Regions from separate parts of the Mus musculus genome. Here regions 2 and 3 are each linked to region 1. Evidence: chromatin contacts called from public Hi-C and HiChIP or PLAC-seq data. All regions are on one chromosome and are shown on one strand. Each heading gives the region's core, a stretch centred on a gene start, on an enhancer-like site or on the middle of the called end of the contact. The rest is flanking DNA. Distances are from core to core; before and after follow the strand shown.

Region 1 (3,899 bases), core at 489-2,988:
TGTTTTTTGAAGTCAGTAAGAGAGAAGATGCACTATATCACGTTGGACTGATTCGTTACTCTTTAACGATGTTTTCAAAAACAAGAAAGTGTGTTAGACTTAAAATTTTTTATTTCTTTTTAAACTTAAAAATTGTAGCACAGTGGTGGCTGCACATACCTTTACTCCCAGGACTCTCTCAGGAGGCAGAGGCAGGAGGATCTCTGTGAGTTTGAGACCAGCCTGGTTTATAGAGTTTCAGGATACAGAGAAACCCTGTCTTGGAAAAGAAACAAAAACAAAACAAACAAAAAAACCCAAACAAAACCCTGTTTTATGTATATAGGCGTTTTGCCTGCATGTATATCTGTGCACCAGTGTTCCTGGTGGAAGCAGGGCCAAGAAGTGGGCATCAGATCCCCTGAAGCTGCCAAGTGAGTGACGGGAATTGGACCCACATACCTCTGGACAAGCAGCCAGTGTTTTTGTTGTTGTTGTTGTTATTGTTGTTGTTGTTGTTGTTATTGTTTTTGATTTTTCGAGACAGGGTTTCTCTGTATAGCCCTGGCTGTCCTGGAACTCACTTTGTAGACCAGGCTGGCCTCGAACTCAGAAATCTGCCTGCCTCTGCCTCCCAAGTGCTGGGATTAAAGGTGTGCAGAGGCAGGTGGATTTCTGAGTTCAAGGCTAGCCTGGTCTACAGGTTTCTGGTTCTAGGACAGCCAGGGCTATATAAAGAAACTCTGTCTCGAACCCCCCCCCAAAAAAAAAGAGGTTCAGAGTTCAGAGAAGCGGAGATTCTAGTACTACCTTTCAGGTGTGCCCAGCAAAACTGCCCTTTCTGGTTCCTTTAGGAGTCTTTTCAAGCCCCAATACTCTACAGTGATATTCAGGCATTGTTCTAAAAACTTTACCTATGATAATTCATTTTAGCCCATCAAAAATCCTAGCGTGTATCATTTTTATTTTCATTTAATAGAGCACTGAGGCACATTGGCCTTGCTTATGGAACTTGATGTGAATGAAGACATCTGGCTCCCGCGGTGAAGACTCCTTTTTAGTCTCCATTTGGTACTGTTTTCCTAACTAAGTGACAAATTGCCTGCCTCTAATAAACTAGGTCAGTTAAAGTCATCAATGAATGGAAATGGCATTGTTATGTTTCTATTTTCATTAACCCTAGCTCCACGGGAATGTCAGTACTGCGGAGCTAGGATGGTGTGGAAGGGCACTGGTTTTTCAGGGAGGAGTAACCGTCCCCGAGTCACCCTTCTTTTAGGGAGTCACATGAGGACAGACCTGCTAAGGAAAATGGCACTTGGGGGTTTCCAAGACAGGAACTCTCTTAAGCCGAGCGGGTGACACACTATTTTGGCACACGGAGGGTGGGAAGGGAGTCTCTGAAAACACAAGTTTCAGTGAGGATGAAGGGTCTAGGCATTAATTCTCCATCTTCATATTCCCAGCCTTTTCCAGTTTTGCGTCTCAAACCTCCAGTCTCTGCTCTGCTCTGGCAGTCTCTTCTAGCTTTTGATCTCTTTTGAAATAGGACGCAGAGTGGCGCATTAAGACGCTGACCTAGCCGGTTTCTTCACCCCTCCACCCCACCCCCCGCTCCGTCCCAGAAAGGGTTAATCCGGCGGGTGGGGAGGGGAGTGGCGCTCACACCTTTCCCAGAGACCTCGGGCGGCGGCGGGGCCCGGGCGGGGCGGAGGCTGGGGCCAGACTCCTGGCGAATAGCAGCGCGCAGCCCGCCCGGATTGGAGCAGCCTCATCACGCTGACCTCTGCCTGGGATGTAAACCCCACGGGCCGCCACGGGCACAGGAGAGCTCTCGGCACCTCCGGGAAAGCCACCTCGGCCTCCCCCGCGCCCGGGCTCCAGCCGCGGCCGGCCCAGCCTCGACCTCAGCAGCGACCAGCTGCTCCTGCGAGGAGCCGAGCGAGCCCGGTCGCGGGCGGGGAGCGTGCGTCGGTTCGCACAGGCTGCGAGAGGAGGGGCGGCGCGAGTCATGGCCGGGGACAGCGAGCAGACCCTGCAGAACCACCAGCAGCCCAACGGCGGCGAGCCCTTCCTGATCGGCGTGAGCGGGGGCACGGCCAGCGGGAAGGTAAGAGTCCGCGCGCCCTGCTCGCACGGCGGGCGGCGCATGTGGCCGGCGCCCGCGGGCCGTGTCAGTTGCAGCCTGCCACCGCGTGGCCCGCGGGATCCTCGTTCCGGGCCGCCGCGCTCCGGCGCCGCCAGACCCCGCGCAGGCTCGGTGCGCGGCGTTGGGGACCAGCGGGGGGACCCGGGCGACCGAGGGTCCAGGATGCGGGTTCCTCCTACAAGTCCCCCGCAGGGATGGTGCGCTCCCTCGCTGGTTCCCGGCGGCGGCTGTGACTCGTGGTCAGGGTCTTGTGGGGGAGGGGCGGAAAGCGGATGCTTATTGTTTTGCAAGTCGGGTGTAAGGACCCGGCTTTCGGGGCTTCCCTCGGAGCCCCGGTACGCTCCTCCGCCCGGCTTGGCCCTGGCCCCGGCCCAAGCCTGTGGGCTGCGAGGCTGGCCGGGATGCGCGAGGTGGCGCGCCCGCTGCCGGGAGCCCACCTGGGGGTTGCAGGGCTTTCCGGGAGAGCCGAAGCTCGATGGGCACAGTCACGGATGGGATGACAGCAGGGGCTGCTGTCTTTTATGCTTAGAAGAGAAAACCGCATCAGTCTCAGTGAGAAAGTTGTACAGGCTCCATGCTCTTCGGTGTCCGGGTCGCTCGCTCCTTGGATCGCAGGGAAGGGGTTACCGAGTCTGACTTTGCGAGGAACCTCTTTCCTTTGTATTTTCTCCTGCACGGCAGCGAGGGGCGACTTGACTTAACCTCGGGTCTTTACTGCAGGTGGAGAAGGGTGGAGCCCTCCCAGATGGTTCTTTCTTTACTCCCCCTCGCTCCCTTTTAGGATGTGGCTGCTTGTTCGCCTGCCGTTTAACAGCCGCCAAGTTCAGTGGGCGCTCGGGCTCCATGAGGGGCGCCCGAGGGAGCTGGGCGCCGCGTGCGGCCGCTGGTGAGGCCGGATGGTGAGTCCCCAAGGCTGGGCAGCGTGGAGCAGGAAGGCTGGATGGCGCCATGAGACGCGCGCCACGCGCCACGAGGTTTTAGCTTCCAGCCCATTTCTCCTTGGCCCCTCCTCCATTTTGATTTTTACGTATTTTCCCTCCAGGTCTGGAGTACTTTAGCTCAGCAGCCCAGATTCGGCGTTGTGTGCCGCAGACTCCAGTATTGATGAATTTCGCCTCTAGTTTAGCTTCCATGGCTAGGATTCTGAAATGCTGTTTAGGTATCGGAACTTAGGGTCCCCCCCCCCCCCGCCTTTTGCCTGTTAACGAGCTAAACTTTAAAAAAAAAATATGTTCTTCAATATGTTCTTCGTCTAGGAATGCCATTCCTATTAGGGCCCCTCATCAGCTCTTTTTGGAATCACCTCAGCCGCACTGTTCATTTTCCAGTATTCCTGTTGTAGAGGAATTCATCGCTGTATTTCCAGAGAAAAGTTGGGGTAATATTAGCCTAAAGTCCAGTCAGCCCTCTTAGTGAGGAAGAGACTTTTTTTGTTGTTGTTGTTGTTGGTTTTTGGTTTTTCGAGACGGTTTCTCTGTAGCCCCGGCTGTCCTGGAACTCACTCTGTAGACCAGGCTGGCCTCGAATTCAGAAATCCGTCTGCCTCTGCCTCCCAAGTGCTGGGATCAAAGGCGGGTGCCACCACTGCCTGGCAGCCCGGCAGGAAGAGACTTTAAACTTGAAGATGAGTGGAACATTTAGAAACATAATGACCTTGGTAGTCACTTAAATAATTCAGTCACCAGAGGCACAGATAAACATTCTGTATTATCTTATTCTACTGTATTTGCAGTTGATTTTTAAGGATGGGTCGCTCAGATAGCTGGAATGG
Region 2 (3,899 bases), core at 402-2,901, 500 kb after region 1:
TAGACAGACACTACACATGGTAGGAGATGAAGACGAGTTAGGAAGTTATTGATACCCATGTGATAACACTGATAAGTAGGAGAGCTTGGACTTCAACATCTAATCATTTGATCCTTTTACCTCAGTTCTCTTGAATTACATTTTCTATGGCTTATCAGAATCACATGAATAGAGAAGCAGGGCATGCTGGATGCCTGGAGACAAAGGAGCAAAGAAATCCTGGTGGCAGCCATCACAGGAAGTGGATGCTCTCCTTCAAACTCATGACTCTCAACACTGAAAGGACATCCTCTCTTCTCTTCCTCTCCCTGAAGTCAGCTTCTCCACCCTTCTGTCCAGTGTGGCAGCAGAAGGACCAGTGGACTCTGTCTCCATGGATATTGCCTCTTTCTCTCCTCTTTCATCCTGCCTTTACCTATCAGCTCTCTCCAGTCTCCCAAGCTGTTCCTTGCAACCCACTAATGAAATTCCTGTTTCTTTTGTAATTGTATTTTAGCATGGTTCATGCTTTGATACCAACCTTAAATCAAACTCTTTGCAGGGAGACTATCACAGGGTGACAAGCTCCCTTCTGCATGTCTCATTACTGAAACATTTATTCAGGACTTTCTGAATGATTTGAATGGCTGCCTTTGAGTGCTGCAACGACTTAATACACAACAACTAAAGGATTTTAATTTCCTCTCCTAGTCTTCCCACTTTGGTTTCTGCCTGAGTTTCTCTCCTATTATGAATACACCATCAGGAAGGGGTGGTGGGCCCCACTTGGACCTGTAGCCTGGAGATTGCCTGTTGTGGCCCTGGAACCTGAAACATAGATTGTACAGTGAACCTTCAGATCTTGTTCTGTATGGCTTCCCAGATTCTGGGCAGTTTGTTTTCTCATTATGGCATGCTGTCTCTCCTAAAGGGTTATGGGTAAATATAAAATTGAAAGGACAGCTCTTAAGAGGAGAAAACATTGAAAGTGAGAATCTTATTGGTTTCCCTATCAAGTGACCTATATCTAGGATACTTTATGATTTTGTTGTCGTCATTGTTCAGCAGCTGAGAATTAAGCTAAATATCTCATGAACCCTAGACATGGAAAAAAACCATGAATGGGTAGGAGTCTACATAAGAAATAGAGAATTAGGGGCAGAGACTCACCTGTGGGCTTCTGCAAATAGATAATATCACTTGGAAGATGCCCATAACAAGACATTAAAGATAATTTTTCTTTAGTTCCCAAATTGGCAAGTCAGACCTTGAGACCATCTTTGAATGGGGAATAATTTCAGTACATGCTAAAAAGAATCAAAACCAATTAGAGCCAGACACCTATTAAGGCTTAATTAGAGGCAAACTGTCCTTGCTGAAGTGTTCCATATCTCCCTAACAGCTTGAACTTCATTCCATGTGAATATTAAACATTTTCTCATCACATGTTCTGCTCATTGAATCCCTGTTTCCTTGTCTTTGTTGACATCTCAGACAAATCCCATAGTGTGTCACTCATTTTAGTTCTTGAGACATACAGGCCTGCTACACTGAAGATACCTAATAGCTAATACCCTCTCTTGCTTCTTCACAGCTCAGGATAAGTCAGTTCCTCCAGTATGCTGTCAGAACCCCATTTTGGCTACTTCTCCTCTGACTCACGATGACTGTTCCTTAAAGCTTCCTGTTTAACAGCCCCTGAATATAGTCATTTGAGGATGCAGGCTTTGAGTAGGGTGGGGAAGTGCTTTCCATTCTTTGTCTTTCCAACATAAAATACTACCTCTGGTTTGATCATTTCTAGCAAACTGGCTTTCTGACTTCTAGAATTGCTTACTTCCTCATAGCTCAATCCTCTTAGTAGGGGTAACAGCAAGATAACTTACATCATGATCCTTCTGAAGCCTCTGCTTAGCCCGAAGAGAACTCATGTACATCCCCTAACTTAGCATATGTAAATCACTCGATGTATCCCATAACATAAATGGTTTCAAGGTTAGAAATCACATCATAGTCTTAATAGATGTAAAGAAGAATTTGATAAAATCCAACATCACTCTGGGGATTCTGCTTTCTGTAAGGGCGTGACCTCTGGAAGGTTGCCCATGCGCCAATGGATGACCACATTCCCGTACATGTATGGGTAACACTAGCTGGATTTGGTGAGCTATTAAAAGAGAAGACACAAGTTGGAAATAGGGGGAGGTGGAGCCTGGATCAGGGAGGAGTTAGAAGAAGGAGTAGCGGATGAGTAAGATCAAAATACATTACATAAAAAATTTAAAGAATTAGTAGAAAGGTTTTTTTTTTTTAATGTCCCAGAGAGACTAGGAATAGAGGAGACATATCTCAACTCAATAGAACATCCATGTGATAAACCTATATCATAGCAAATGCAGAAAAACCCAAAGCATCTTCACCAAGGTCAGAAGTAAGATAAGGATGCCCACTCTCTCTACTCCTTTTTGTACAGTACCTGGGGCTTAAAGCAACAAGGCAAGAGAAGGGAATAAAAGGGACATCAGGAAATTAAATCATCTTCATTGTCAAGTGACATGATTCTATACATAAGAAAGCATAAAGACTACTGCAGGAAACCCCTGGAGTTGATTAACACTTTCGGCAAAATAGAAGGTTATAGGCCATACCAAAATCCATAGCATCCTATACACCAATGCCAACTATATACTAAGAAAGTAAACAGGGAAATGATTCTATTCAAAATAAACTAAAAAATAAAAGATAACTTGTAATTAACCTGAGGAAGTAAAATACTTTTACAATAAAAACGTTTAAAATACTGAAGAAAGAATTGAATATGACTTTAGAAGACAGAAAGGCCTAAAATGCTGTGGATTGGTCGGATTAATACTGTGAAAATGGCCACCCTATCAAAAGCAATATACAAATTTAACACAATCCAAATCAAACTGAGAACTCAATTCATCACAGAAATAGAAAAAAGATAATAAAAATTCATGTAAAAGCACAAAAGATCTTGGATAGCCAAATCAATCCTGAACAATAAGAACAAAGCTGAAGTATCATAATACCTGACTTTAAGTTGTATTGTAGAGACATACCTGTAAGAAAAAAATTACAGGACAGGCACACATTTAGAGACACAGGCCAATGGAATAGAATAGAGAACTCAGATATAAGACTATATAAACCATAGCCACCTGATTTTTGATAAAGCTCAAAATACACATTAGAAAGAAGACAGCCTATCTGACAAATGGTATTGGGAAAACTGAATGTATGCACTTAGAAAAATGAAACTTGATTCTTGTTTCTCACTCTGCACAATAATCAATTCCAAATGGATCAGAGACCTAAGTGTTAGAACAGGCCATCCCAAACTGCTATCAGGTAAAGGAGAGAGTACACTTAAAGATATAGACATAGCCTAGGATTTTCTGAACTGGATGCTAGTCACTAGGGAAGTAAGAACAATCAAAGGAGAGCTTACGAAAGTAGAAGGCTGTTAAGCAAGTGAAGGAACAGCCTGGAGACTGGGAGACCATCTTTGCCCGCTGTACTTCTGGCAAATAATTAGTGTTTAGAATATAAAAGAACTTTAAAAACTAAATGTCAAGGAAACAAACAACTTCACTAAAAATGGACCATGGAACCGAATGGAGAGTTCTTAAACAAATGACCAAAAGTACTTTAAAAGAGTTTAAAATATATAGCCATTGGGTAATTGCAAAATAAAATTACTTTGATGTTTCATCTTACTCAAGTAAGAATGGCTAATAACAAAAAAGTGAATGCTAGCAGGCATGTGTAGGAAAGGCCCACTCATGCTCATACTCACTCCTGGGGGAGTACAGACTGCTGCAGCCACTGTGGAAATCAATAAGGAAATTCCTCGAACAGCTTACAACAGAGCCGCCAAACAATTCCTGAGAACATAC
Region 3 (3,899 bases), core at 785-3,284, 280 kb after region 1:
CAGGCTTTCTTACTTGGCCGAAAAGAATGAGTTTCTAAAAGCCCCCAACAAACAAACAAACAAGCCCACAATTCTAACCACTTTTTTCGGGGTGTGTCTTTTTAGGTGGCATGATTCACCCAAAATACGTCCCCCATTTCTCTCATTTCCAGAAAGACAAGAACACAGTGTGCACAGGCATATTGCAAAGCTGGGTTTGCATCTCTCTCTCTCTCTCTCTCTCTCTCTCTCTCTCTCTCTCTCTCCTGAGCTTTTATGCTTAAGAAGCAAAGTGCAAACTCTGGGAGTTAAATGGAAACAAAACAATCTGTCAAAATTCCTCTTAGCACCTATGACTAGTGTTAACTTACATGCTCCCGGGGTGCAAGAAAAAAAGCCCCAAAACTGCTGCTGAAAAGATGCTTTGACCTTTTAAAATGAGAACTCCCCCATCCCACATCCATATTAAATAGGAAACCTTGAGAGTGCCACAGTTTTAGATTAAGAAATGAAATGAGGTTGAATTTCCAGAAAAGGGGTTTCCCTATAGGCTACAAGCTAATTAGGGTGTTCTAGACTGACATTGTAATAGTAAGTAGAATACAGGCCCCAAGTCTCCTAGCCAAATGTAGTGGCCAAGTACACGGAGTCTAGTTCCGAAAGGGGACGGGAGGGCAGATGAAAATCTAGTAGATAAAAAAGTCCAGAACACGACCTCTCAAAGCTAGTGTGGTTCCAGGGCAGGATGTCCGCCCCTGGCGGCCGCAGAGCCCTGGCGATCTAGGTGCACCGCAGCTGCCAAACCCTCAGCGCGCTCTAACCGGCGCTGCTGAAGGAAGTTGGAGAGCTCCCAGCCAGCCGACTGGATAGGCGGTGGGCGCCTGGGAATCCCTTCCAGCGCCGCAATTAGGAAAGTTTTGAAAAGTAAAGACCCCAGACAGATGAAGTGTCTCATCCTTTCCTTGAGCCTAAGAAACACCTCGTGTTACACCAGGCTAGCACAAGGCCACCAGTTTCTCTTGGCCCGGGAGCATCCGGTGCCTTCCAGCTCCCCACCGCCCCAGAATTGGTCCTCAGGGCGCATAGCTAGAGGGGCTTTCTGCCCAGCTGGAGATTCCAGGCAGAGATGCTCCTTAGGCTCGCTGGCCTGGGAAGCAAAGGCAGAACCTCTAACTCCCATTCCTACACCCTGGACCTTCTCTTCCAAGCCAGCTTGATTTTCTCCAAAAGACGCACGACACAGCCCATGCGCCCCCGGGACTCCACTCCTCTCCCCAAACTTCCCAGGGAGACCCACAAATACAGACTGCGCCCCCAAACTCCCACGACAATCGCCAATCATCCTATCTTTGCCTCTTGTACCCTCCCAGTCGCGTTCTTCCTGCCCCTCACTATTCTCCTCGCCTCTCCGAGGAAGTCAGAAGCAAAGCACGAGAAAATGCCTTCGCGAGGAGCCTCCCGTCACCCGCCCTGTCACTGAAACAAAAGCGCAGGGAGGAGGGAGGTGGGTGGGGAGGCAGGAGGAAGGTTCGGAAAGAGATGGGGGCAACGGTAAGAGGGGTTGGGGAGGGGGTTCAGAATGGAGAGTGGAGAAAGGGGCCAGGACCCCGCTCCCGCGCCGCGTGGCGTGGCCGGTCGCTTACATGCCCAGGTCGCTGTAGGTGTTGAAGAACTCCATCTGGTTGCATGCCTGGATCCAGCCCACCACCCAGGTCTCGTGGCGGGGGATGGGGGGCATGACCACACGGGCCGAGGCTTTGAAGTAAGGGGTCTTGTAGCGCAGGACGATGGGCGAGGTCTCCTCGATGCGCGTGGGGCACTGGTCGATGGTGGCGCACACATCGTACACCACGATGTTCTCGCGCCGGATCCGCGCCTTGCAGGTGATGCTTTGGATACAGCCCATCCTGCCGCCCGGCGCCGGCGCGGCGCGGCGTGGGGCAGCGCGGGGGCCCGGCGCGGGCAGCCGCGGGCACCCGTCACGCCGGCATGGCGACGCGCCGCTCGCTCCCGGTCCAGCTCAGCTAGCGCCTAAGAGCGAGGAGCCGCCGCCGCGGGGCATCCTCCGGGGAAGCCCCCTCCCCTTTCCGCGCGCTGGGTCGCGGCTGCCCCGACGCCCGCCCACGCCCGCCTCCTCGCTCCAGCAAGGGCGCGCGGAGCGTGCGCTCCTAGGAGGCGGCGGGCGCTCTCTCCGGCTCCCGTGCCCCGGCGGAGGGCAGGGAGGGGAGCGGCGCTGCGAGGAGTGGTGCCCACCCCGGGCCGGAGCCCCCCGCCCTTCGCCGGAGAGGAGGAGGAGGAGGCGGCGGCGGCGGCATGGAGCTGCGGGAGGGTGGCGGCGGCAGCGCCCGGTTTGTCTGTTTCCGCGGCGGCAGCAGCAGCAGCCGCCGCCGCCGCCGCCGCTGCATGAACCTCTGCTGCACCGCGGCTGCCCCCCGCGTGCAGCGCACCCAGCGGCGGGCGAGCGGGCGGCCCGAGCGGCAGGCGGAGGCAGGCGGCGGCGGCGGAGTCCGTGTTCCCTCCCGCCCCGCCCTGGAGCCGGACAGCGCCCACACTCCCGCATCCGGCTGCGGGGGCGTGTGGGGGGCGCCAGGGGACCGTAGCCCCGGGCGGAGAGCCCAGCGGGCTAGGGCTACGGGGGACAAGCTCCGCGGAAGAGACTGGCTGTACGCCATGAGTTTGTCCCTCTTCGGCTGCCGTCCGGGGGGGGGGGTAGTGTGCAAGGGTGGGGGTGTTTAAAGGGCCGCTAGCTCCCGGGCGGGGCGCGGCACGTGGGGTTGGGCGGGGCCGGGACCCCGGTAGGTGGCGCCCCGCGGGTGATAGTGGGGTGTAGAAGCGGGACCCTGCTTATTGGGATGGGTGGGGCCGGGAGGGCGCGGCGCGGTTCAGAGTATAGAGGGAACCACAGTGGGGTACGGTGAGGCTGCGGGAGGAGAGATGTTGGAGAATCAGCTCCAGCTGAGATGTATCGTTGTGATATAGTTTGTTAGAGTTGGGTGTGACCTCCAGCAGTGCCACGAAATAGATTTACTACCTCGTTCACTGGTCCGCATTTTCCTTTAGTCTAGTAGAAGCTTTATTTTTTAATTTAATTTTATTTTTTTGCACCACAGTATTGAGAGTGAAACCTGAGAAATCCCATTGGAGGCTGACACAAAATCACCCCAAATGCCAGTGTTAGTCGAGGCACCAGCTCAGTCTACTCATGGCCTGTTTTCATATCACCCCTCCACAATCTCTGAAAATACTCTTATCAGAACAACACACAGTGTGTATGTGTGTGTGTGTGTTGGGGGGGGGGGTTGTTGGAGCTCCTTGGGAAACACTGCCTTTTGAATGTCTTGTGTCTTTAGACAAGTTGTACTTAGTGGAATCATCTAGGTAGATTAGAACGCTTAGCTACCCTCCCAGTCTTACCTAAGGCCTGTTAAATACAAACAGAAGTTCAGGGCTTTATAGAACCCAGGAGGATTAAAGAGTAACCACTTGATTCTACAAAGTCAAGGCGCCAATTTGTAGAAAACCCTAATCCCTGTAGAAAGCTGGGGATCTTAGGGATCTTTTCTTGTCTTTGCTTCTCCTGAAGGTGCGTGGTGACCAGCACACAGTCATTTCTTACCAGCTGTGTCAGAGTGAAACCTTGACGGAAGAGCCGCCGGTCTCCGCTCTCTCCCGATGGAAACTGACGCCAGAGATGGCCTGCACATTCCATTCCGTGTATCTGCCACGTGTGTGTTATTGTGATCTCGGGTGTCAAATAGGAAGAATATTTAAGAGATGATTTTTTTTAATTACGTGTCTTCTCTCATAGTTCAGAGCCAGCAGCTTCTTTTAACCTTTTTTCCCCTCACGATCATTGAGCATTTGCTGGATCTGGTACTCACGTGTGAACTCCTCTAACAGGCCACACAAGACTGCCTGGG

What was found. Hi-C and Micro-C count contacts between places; a contact is called where the count stands out from the background. HiChIP or PLAC-seq counts read pairs in DNA pulled down with a chosen protein or histone mark.
Region 2: a contact with region 1 is called in an H3K4me3 HiChIP or PLAC-seq map of bone marrow-derived macrophages, with 7 times the contacts expected there. The contact joins the enhancer-like site here to the promoter of Uck2 in region 1. A contact is called at or near these places in 6 of 39 promoter capture datasets (the C10 cell line, the HPC-7 cell line, HPC-7-derived erythroid cells and 3 more), 2 of 484 Hi-C or Micro-C datasets (bone marrow-derived macrophages and myocytes), 8 of 115 datasets of contacts at active chromatin or transcription factors (the 230-238 cell line, VIP interneurons, astrocytes and 5 more) and 3 of 9 other capture datasets (adipose tissue, liver and pancreatic islet).
Region 3: a Hi-C map of rod photoreceptor shows a contact between it and region 1, with 2.0 times the contacts expected there. The contact joins the promoter of Fam78b here to the promoter of Uck2 in region 1. A contact is called at or near these places in 2 of 484 Hi-C or Micro-C datasets (embryonic stem cells and rod photoreceptor), 1 of 115 datasets of contacts at active chromatin or transcription factors (embryonic stem cells) and 1 of 9 other capture datasets (pancreatic islet).

The regions. Positions count from the first base shown.
Region 1 is chr1:167,282,966-167,286,864 of GRCm38.p6, reverse strand. It overlaps Uck2 (uridine-cytidine kinase 2), which reads left to right and starts at 1,738. Exons shown (of 7, transcript NM_030724.3): 1 at 1,738-2,089. The coding sequence starts at 1,991.
Region 2 is chr1:166,785,888-166,789,786 of GRCm38.p6, reverse strand. No RefSeq gene overlaps it. Among named protein-coding and RNA genes, the nearest start is that of Gm33404, 67 kb to the left of the region's middle. Within about 2 kb of position 1,651, at least 51 of the 459 cell types and tissues checked have an H3K27ac peak or open chromatin away from gene starts, as enhancers often do. A contact at or near this core is called in bone marrow-derived macrophages, where this site is marked.
Region 3 is chr1:166,999,552-167,003,450 of GRCm38.p6, reverse strand. It overlaps Fam78b (family with sequence similarity 78, member B), which reads right to left and starts at 2,034. Exons shown (of 3, transcript NM_175461.4): 1 at 1,623-2,034. The coding sequence starts at 1,885. Gm16701 (predicted gene, 16701) reads left to right here and starts at 3,721. Exons shown (of 3, transcript NR_037988.1): 1 at 3,721-3,898.